Linked DNA regions of Rattus norvegicus: region 2 is linked to region 1. A link is a contact called in public Hi-C data. All regions are on one chromosome and are shown on one strand. The core of a region is the stretch at or near the end of the contact, and the rest is flanking DNA. Distances in the headings are between cores, read along the strand shown. Region 1 holds the start of Adgrg6 (adhesion G protein-coupled receptor G6). Region 2 overlaps Vta1 (vesicle trafficking 1).

The links. Hi-C and Micro-C count contacts between places; a contact is called where the count stands out from the background.
Region 2: a Hi-C map of kidney shows a contact between it and region 1, with 5 times the contacts expected there. The contact joins the enhancer-like site here to the promoter of Adgrg6 in region 1. A contact is called at or near these places in 5 of 12 Hi-C or Micro-C datasets (the A7r5 cell line, the Rat2 cell line, Schwann cells and 2 more).

Annotation. Positions count from the first base shown.
Region 1 is chr1:10,772,172-10,776,206 of GRCr8, reverse strand. It overlaps Adgrg6 (adhesion G protein-coupled receptor G6), which reads left to right and starts at 2,332. Exons shown (of 24, transcript NM_001427850.1): 1 at 2,332-2,392. The coding sequence starts at 2,391.
Region 2 is chr1:10,893,589-10,897,518 of GRCr8, reverse strand. The region is part of intron 1 of Vta1 (vesicle trafficking 1); the gene reads left to right. Among named protein-coding and RNA genes, the nearest start is that of Vta1, 5.2 kb to the left of the region's middle. Within about 2 kb of position 1,973, at least 1 of the 93 cell types and tissues checked has an H3K27ac peak or open chromatin away from gene starts, as enhancers often do. A contact at or near this core is called in kidney, where this site is marked.

The DNA.
Region 1 (4,035 bases), core at 1,083-3,582:
ATATTAACACAAGCATTTAGAAGACTGTTTCTGTTATGTCAATTTAGCTGAATAACAGTATTAACATCCCCCCTAGGTCCTATGAACTCTCAATCATGGATTTGTGACCAGATTTATGGAACAAGATATAGATTCCTTCTATAGAATAGGGGCCTCAAATACCATGAGAGCGTCGTTAGCCCAAGAGCAGGGATGCCCTTATTGCAAAAATGAGCACAACCCTTCTGGAAGGTTGACCTCCACCAATAGACAAAGAAGGAACTCGGGTGGCACTGCCTCTCGTGGCTGAGTCATTTGATACTAGCCAATCCAGAGAACGAGGACTCAGTGCTTTTAGTTGTGATCCTACCAGGCTCCAAGGGAGAGTTTGAAACCAACAAATGGGAGTGGTTAAGCTAAACGGGCCACAAAGCCAACCAGAACGTCATGAGTCCGATTCCATAAGGACTAGAGGGAGGTAGAAGGAGATGAGGGGCGAGAATAACCATTGTCAAGGAGTAAGCAAAACAGAATTATAGGAGTGGAACTACCTCATGAAGAGTTTGCAGGGAGACACTGCTCCTGTCAAGCCTTCAGGAGACACCGCAACTTCAATTCCTGTTTTGATAAGTCTAGCGGTAGACGCAGAGCTAAGCCACACCCATTTTCCAGACCCACAAAATGGTGAAATTAATGTCGTTTCGAAAAGTTTAGGTGGAATGTTAAATAATTCCTTGGGACAATCTAGTGGCACAGAGGTGGACTTGAACTGAGTCTGTAAACCTTAATCTCAAACCCTGGTCATTTCTGAATAATTCGTGCAGACTATGCCTCCTGGGCCTCACTTCCCTACCTGTAATACCAAAAGGATATCAGCTTTTCTTAAATGGAGCAGTTTAAGCCTCTATTAATTCTACTGTTCTTCTTCTTTTTTTTTTAACGTTAAAATAAATACTGATAAAAATCACAAGAACACACGCTGGGCCAGAAGTAGTCTAGATTGCTGGAGGCTTTCCAGCTTCCTCTTTCTTTTGCTTGAAACTATCTGTCCTCAGTCCTGTTTTACCTCTTTCCCTCCTACCCCAGTCCTTCTCTACCACTAGCCAATCAGGGTTAATATACTTTTATGGCTTTTATATGTATCCGTCTACAACGAAAGCCGGACTACTTGACTCCGAAGGGCATCAAGTCTGGAAAAGCCGCTGCCCCTAGCACTATGTGAACAGAGCTCAGGGACCCTCGGCCTGAGTGCTTCAGAGTTATTTTAGAAAGTGGGTGTGCCTACATCCCCCTGCAAAGCAGCTTCTCAGCAGAAGCGTCGCATGGCTGTCTTGACTCTCCCAAGTGAGCGGCTGCATTTGCATTGGCAAATTAATCCCGCTCAAACAGAAAAGAAAAATAAATCGCCCCAAACCTCTCCAGCCCTCCTCCACCCTACCCCATTAACTTCTCCTCACCCCTCTCTCCTTTCCCTTTCCTTCTTCTTTCCTTTTATCTTCTCTTCTCTTCTCTCTCTCTCTCTCTCTCTCTCTCTCTCTCTCTCTCTCTCTCTCTCTCTCTCTCTTCACCTCCCGTTAGCCCTCTCCCCTCGAGGGAAATTGAGGGGACGGGGAAAGGAAGAGCTAAGGAAGGGAAAAGTAAGGGACAGCCCGGGTGCTTGGCAGCGGGCAGAACAAATGCCCACTGGCCCGCCTACGTTCCAAGCTCTTTACCCAACCTCTACGGGTTTCTGTGCTCGCAGCCGACGGGTGACCTCAGGGTCAGCGGGGTCCCCTCCCCGGAGCTGCGCCTGGCTCTACGCCAGGCTCCCAACCCTGCCGCCCGCGCCGGTCCCGCCCCGCGTGGCGACTTTTCCCTTTGCCTCTGCCTTCGGGTGGCCGGCCCTGGGTGGGGCAGCTGCTCTGGCAGGACGGTCCTCTGTCCTCCGATCGCCTAGAGCCCGGGCCACCCGGGGGGGGCGGCGCGCCGAGCCGCACCTGAGCCTCAGGGGTAAACTGAGGCCGGAACGGCGCTGCGCCTTGCCGCAGGCTCCGGAGCCTGGTGATCTCAGCCTCTCCAATCCCGCGGGCCGGGATCAGCCGCCACCCGCTCGCCGGAACCCTTCGTCCCAACTCTTGGGAAAGTTCTCCGCCGGGCGGAACCTGCCGCCGTCAGCCGCGCCCCTGCGCGCGGGACCTACTCTTGAACTCCGCGGCGCGCGCCCGGGGTCCACCTTGCGCCGCCCCGCGCGCAGAGGACGAGCAGCTGCCAGGAAACCCTATGAACTCTCCAGAAAGGGCGTGACGAAGGGTCCTGCGGGGCGCGGTCCCGAAAGCCCCGGTCCCCTTCGGTGGAGCTCACGGACAGCACGGCAGAGGAGCGCTGGAGGATGAGCGTGCGGCCTCTGGGAACCTCCATGCGGTAATGCGAGCATGTAAGTCGCCTCCCAGCTCGGAGCCCATCGCATCTCCATCTGTGTCCCCTTCACCCCTATAGCGCAGCGCTTCCCAGAAAGGTACCAACTGCAGTAACAGAAGCTTCTGTGTGCCTCCTCGAGGCACCCGGGTGTGGGTATTGCCCAAACGGAGCCCGGGCATGTGTGTGCAGCTTTCTTTCCCCCTTTCTCCTCTTGAGAGAGGTAAACCTCACTTTCGCGCAGTGGAAAGAATAAGAACGGCAGGGCTTCAAGTATGGGGGAAAACGTGGTTTTGATTCAGATTAAACAAGGAGGAGCTCACAGTGTAGCGGCTTGCAGGGTTCTGGTCCTGGCAAGCCAGCACTGCCCGGATCAACAGCTGGGGAAAGGTTCTGCTGATCCAGAGATTGGCTTTCCGCTGTCACCTTTGCCTGGAGAAGTAGTTCTCAGAGCTCTAGATATTTAAATGAGTTTTTATCCACTTGTAACCTCCCACCTCGCGCTCGTTTCTTTGAAGAGCTCAGAAAAACGTTCTAATATACAGTGTTTATTAAAAAGTAATTAAGGAATGTGATGAGGGCTTCCTGTAGAATTACCAGTAGGAGGCATGGAGGAGAGGGTAAGGATGGTCAGAAAAAGAGTGAAGGCTTTTCCTAGATGGAGTTGCCATCCAAGTTGTCAAGTTGTGGGGTGGCTCAGAGGGACTTGGTGAAAGAGTGTCCTCACGTACCTCCTGGCCTGCCACACTGGTTGATGGTTCTCAGATGGGTCACTTTACCTTTGCGGTCAACTTAAACGTTACCTTTTCTCACACCGTATTCTCCCCCCCACCCCCCCCTCGGCCATTTGCTTTATTCCTGGGCCCACAGACTTTTAACCCACTTCCACTAACTTGTTGAGCAGTGATAGCAAATTGATCCTTCCCTCATTCCATTACTCCATCCTTACTTATTTCCGCTTCGATTTCCTCTTCCAGGTTAGCACCCAGGGTCTTCGGTGTTTATTCCTCTTCGCTGCTCTGTCCTGTCCGCATCCCCAAAGGCTTTTTTTTTTTTTTAAGGTAGGAAACAGAATAGAGCATACCAACCACGCCCTCCATGCTGTAGCTCTGATCTCTTCCCTGTGCCTTGTAATGAATACCACTTATATTTGTATTAAAACTCCATGTGAAGCAATGCCACACCTGTGACTTTTACAGTTTTGCTTATGCCAGTGGAATGGACGAATGGATAACTTGTAAGCATTTGTCTTGGGTTACAGCCAGCCTTGTAACATAAGACTCGTTCTCCTATGCAGGCAACAGGTTTGGAATGACGGCTAAGTTTGTTTCCAACTTCAGTTTTTCCTGCAAATACCCTGACTTTTCAAAGGAGATATTTAGTATTTAGGCAGCTTCCCTGGATGTGGAGAGGTCATGGGATTGAAAGCAGGCATGCCTGCCCACACGCGTGTGTGTGCGCACATGCATGCACACACACACACACACACACACACACACACACACACACACACACAGGAAATCGATCAACCAGTAACAATAACACTTTCTTGATAATGCAATTAAATTACCTAATCCATTTGAATTTGGTGTGATTAAATTTATGTCTTCTCAGGTTGAATCACAAGTCAGCAGTCATCTAAGACTTTTACCCTTGATTTAA
Region 2 (3,930 bases), core at 724-3,223, 120 kb before region 1:
ATTAGGAGTTTCTAAGAATATGAAATTTAAAATACGTTATGTGTGTTGTATTTATTCTTGAGTAATTAAAAACAAAAGAGTGATTCCTGGACTTAAGAGGAATTCTCTTGTTTTGTTTTGTTGTTACCTTAGTAGTCTTACATTTCTAGGTTGCTTGTCCTTTTGTTCTTTGAAATCAGAAGTTAATGCTAAAATAGTAGTTTATTTTTGTCCTTCTTTAGCTACAATAAATCCTAGGGTATTTATTGTTTACTTGCTTGGACTATTTAACATTGTCATGGCAAAATAATGAATTCATGATAATTGAAAAATAGGTCTATTCTAAGAGTGAATCTCATAAGTTTTGTCTTGTCTTGTTCTGAGTTTTTCATACAAAGCCTTTGTGACTCTAGTTTTCCTCCAATTCAACAAGATCCACTTACCTCTCCCTCCTGAATGCTGAGATTACAGGTGTGAGATACCATGGCCAGCAAGTTCGATTTTTAATTAGGCATTTTTTCTTTTGAGGTTACTTTTCATCCATGTGCAGGTGTAAGAAATAATACAGAGGAAAGCCTGTTGTACCCAAAAATACCATATGACATCTTAGTCAGAAAATTGAAATTGGTGCAGTCCACCCATGTTTTTCTCAGATTTCCAAGTCTTACACATATTTATTTATGTGCATATACACTTAATTCTAAGCAGTTTCATAAATATTGGTTCCTATTCTTATTACAGTCAAGACACAACAGCCTAAGAATTCATTTCAGAAAGCATGACCTATTAGCAGTAAGGCGTTTGGCAATAGGATGTCCAAACAGGACCTGTCCTTGAAATATACTTGGTTTATTCAAACAAAGATTCCTTATAAAATCATGATAATATTAAAAGTAAACAGACATTTCCCAGGTGGTGAACAGTTGTTTGGGCAGAAATGCTGCTGCAGAGTTCCAATGGGGATTCTTCTCCTTAGGACTCTCAGAAGCTTACAGCCTGCACCCACATTCCCCATGATGTCCTTTAGTTGTGGCAGGCTGTAAGGATGGCACTTCAGGGAAGTCTTTGAGGTCCTTGAAAGCATAGGCCAATCTCAATTGCTAGGGCTGACAAGTGGGTCACCAAGGCCAAGGCCCTCTGTGCACAAAGTCTCAGGTCCTCCTGCCAATGAGTATCAGCATAGAAACTAGAGAATTCATGTTTGGGGAGCAGTGTGATGCTAGAGACCATTTCCAAAGTTCCAATTTTTGTATCATTTCATTGGATGTAGCTTTGTGCTCTCAAGGCTCAGAGCTTAGGACTGGATATCACTAGCATATCAACACCGCCTTGGAGTTATGTCATTAAAATTCCAAGGCCTGTACTGAGCTAGGCTCTTGTCTAAGGTACCTGTGCTACCTGCGCTGCCTAGAGCTACCTCACAGCGCTTATCAGAGCTGTTGATTGCAGACTCACTCACCATATCATTTCAAGTCATGTAAAATGCTGTCTAGGTTTCACAAAATGGTTTATATGCTCCTTATATCCATCATGGTGCCCTTTACCATATCTACCTTACTCTCCGTGCACATATGTAGTAGACACATAGTCCTTTATGTGTTTACTACAGCTTAGCAATTTAACTGATGAAGTTCATTCAGGTCATTTCCTAGTAACATTACGAATAAAGCTTACATGGTCACCAAGAAAAAAGACTGAAATAGCAATTCCTTTATCATTTCAGTTCCCACTTACAAGCAGTCTGAATGACAGTAGGTGCTTGCACAAGAACTTTCCCATTAAGCCATCTCCCCAGCCCTGATTTTTACAGATGTAAGATCCGTATGAATAAGTAGACAAAATTGCAAACTAATGAAGGACAGAGTGCCAATTATTAACATTCAGCTTAATCAGTGTCCCGCTTGGTTTTTATATCAACTTCACACAAGCTAGAGTCATCTAAGAGGAGAGAATTTCAATCAAGAAAATGCCTACATAAGATTTGGCTGTAGGCAAGCCTGTAGGACATTTTCTTGGCTACTGATTGATGAGGGAAGGCTCAGCCCGTTGTGGGTGGTGCCATCCCTGGGCAGGTGGTGCTGAGTTCTTTAAGAAAGCAGGTCAAGCAAACCATGAGGAGCAAGCCATTAAGCAGCATTCTATGGCCTCTGAATCAACCACTGCTGCCAGGTTCCTGTCCTGCTTGAGTTCTGTTCTGATGCTTTTGGTGTGAACTGTGAAGAAAATAAACCCTTTCTTTCCAAGTTGCTTTTGGTCATGATGTTTCAATACAGCAATTGTAACCCTATCTAAGATGATCAGTAATAAGTATTAATTAAATGAGTACCATTTTTAATATTAAAATTGAACTTGGTACAGGTCATGAACTAAAGTCTGCACAACATAGCTGAGTGAGATGGCACAAGTTTTTGAAGGCATTTTGGGAAAATGTAAATATCTGTAGTTAAGTGGTTCCAGTTTGGGGAAATTTGTGTTTAAGGAAAAGTCACAAATATTGCTTTCAGCAGAATTCCATGAAATATATAAGATGTATATCTTTGTTTTCATTAATAAAGCCATAAAAGGTATGAGCCCCTACAAACAACAGACACTGAAGTATTTTGGACAATGCTAGATCTGGTCCTGTGAGTAACACTAAATGCAGGAAGATCTTGACAGCCTCAAGTTCACTGAGCAGCATAACATACACCTGTCATCCTGGCACTCAGGTGACAGAGCTAAGAGGATCAGGTGTTCACAGCCAACCTGGGCTACAGGAGAACCTGCCTCAGAAAAGAAACAGTGCTAGGGAAATAGCTCCCTGTTAGAGCACGTGCTAGCATGTGTGGGGCCCAAGTACTGCACAAGCTTTGCTATAAGTAAAGGTGTAAAATTTCACAGCTCAGAGACTGTGTGTGTGTGTGTGTGTGTGTGTGTGTGTGTGTGTGTGTGTGTGTGTGAATATATCACAAATATAAATAAATACTATGAAACTAGTACATGACTTCACTGATAGGAATGATTGTTGTTGAAAAATGGCAAAGTGCATTTTATAAGATGACGAGTCATATGAAAAAGTAGGACAAAGGATCTCATGTATATTCATAAACAGTAGCATGTTCCTATAAGAATGGAATTTTTGCTTTTGATTGCTTTTTCCCCGTTCTCTAAGTTGACATATTTCATATTATAAAAATAAGTAAAGCCATTAAAAACTAAAATCAAAAACTATTAAAAGGCATAGGTAGTGAGGAGCCTCAACTGCTGATCAAAATATAGCAGAGTCTTTTATCTCTAAACTCCCCCCTTTAATAAAACAAAAAAAAATTGAGATCTCATTAACAAAATTGTAACAATTTTGGAACAACCAGATTTGATACTATAGGCCAGATCCAGAAGGATCTCTTTTTAAGTTCACTGCAACTAAAAATATGAACTTTCCAGTTTGGCTTTTAAAGATTCCTCTAGGGGGTAGCATTGTAAAACCATAGAGCTCCAGTGACCTTGAGAACAGTTTCTTGAGACTCCATTTGTTTCTGTGATCACAGAAGGATAAGTAGTTCCTTAGGAAACTGGATACATGCCACTGTTTCAGTCAGATAAGATATAACATATAAAAGCAGAAACATTTAACTTAAACACCAATAATGTTTGTTTTCTTTACTAACGATGGTAAAGTATATGGAGGTTAACATTAAAGGTTGCCTGCTATTAATTTGTTCTTAATCACACAGAAAAAAAAATAGGCTTTTCAGTTAGATAAGCCTAAATCAATGGGAAGAACCTTTGTGGCTTCAGAACTTAAACGATAAATTGGTACCAGAGTCTCTTTTGAAAACTTTTGTTATTATTGGCCAACTCAACATACTGTACTGTGACAGTGAAAGGTTTACAGTAAAGACACAGAATGGTCAGTCTCTGCCCCACGCGTTATAATCGCATTACTGTTATCTGTGCAAGTATGTGGGCTCC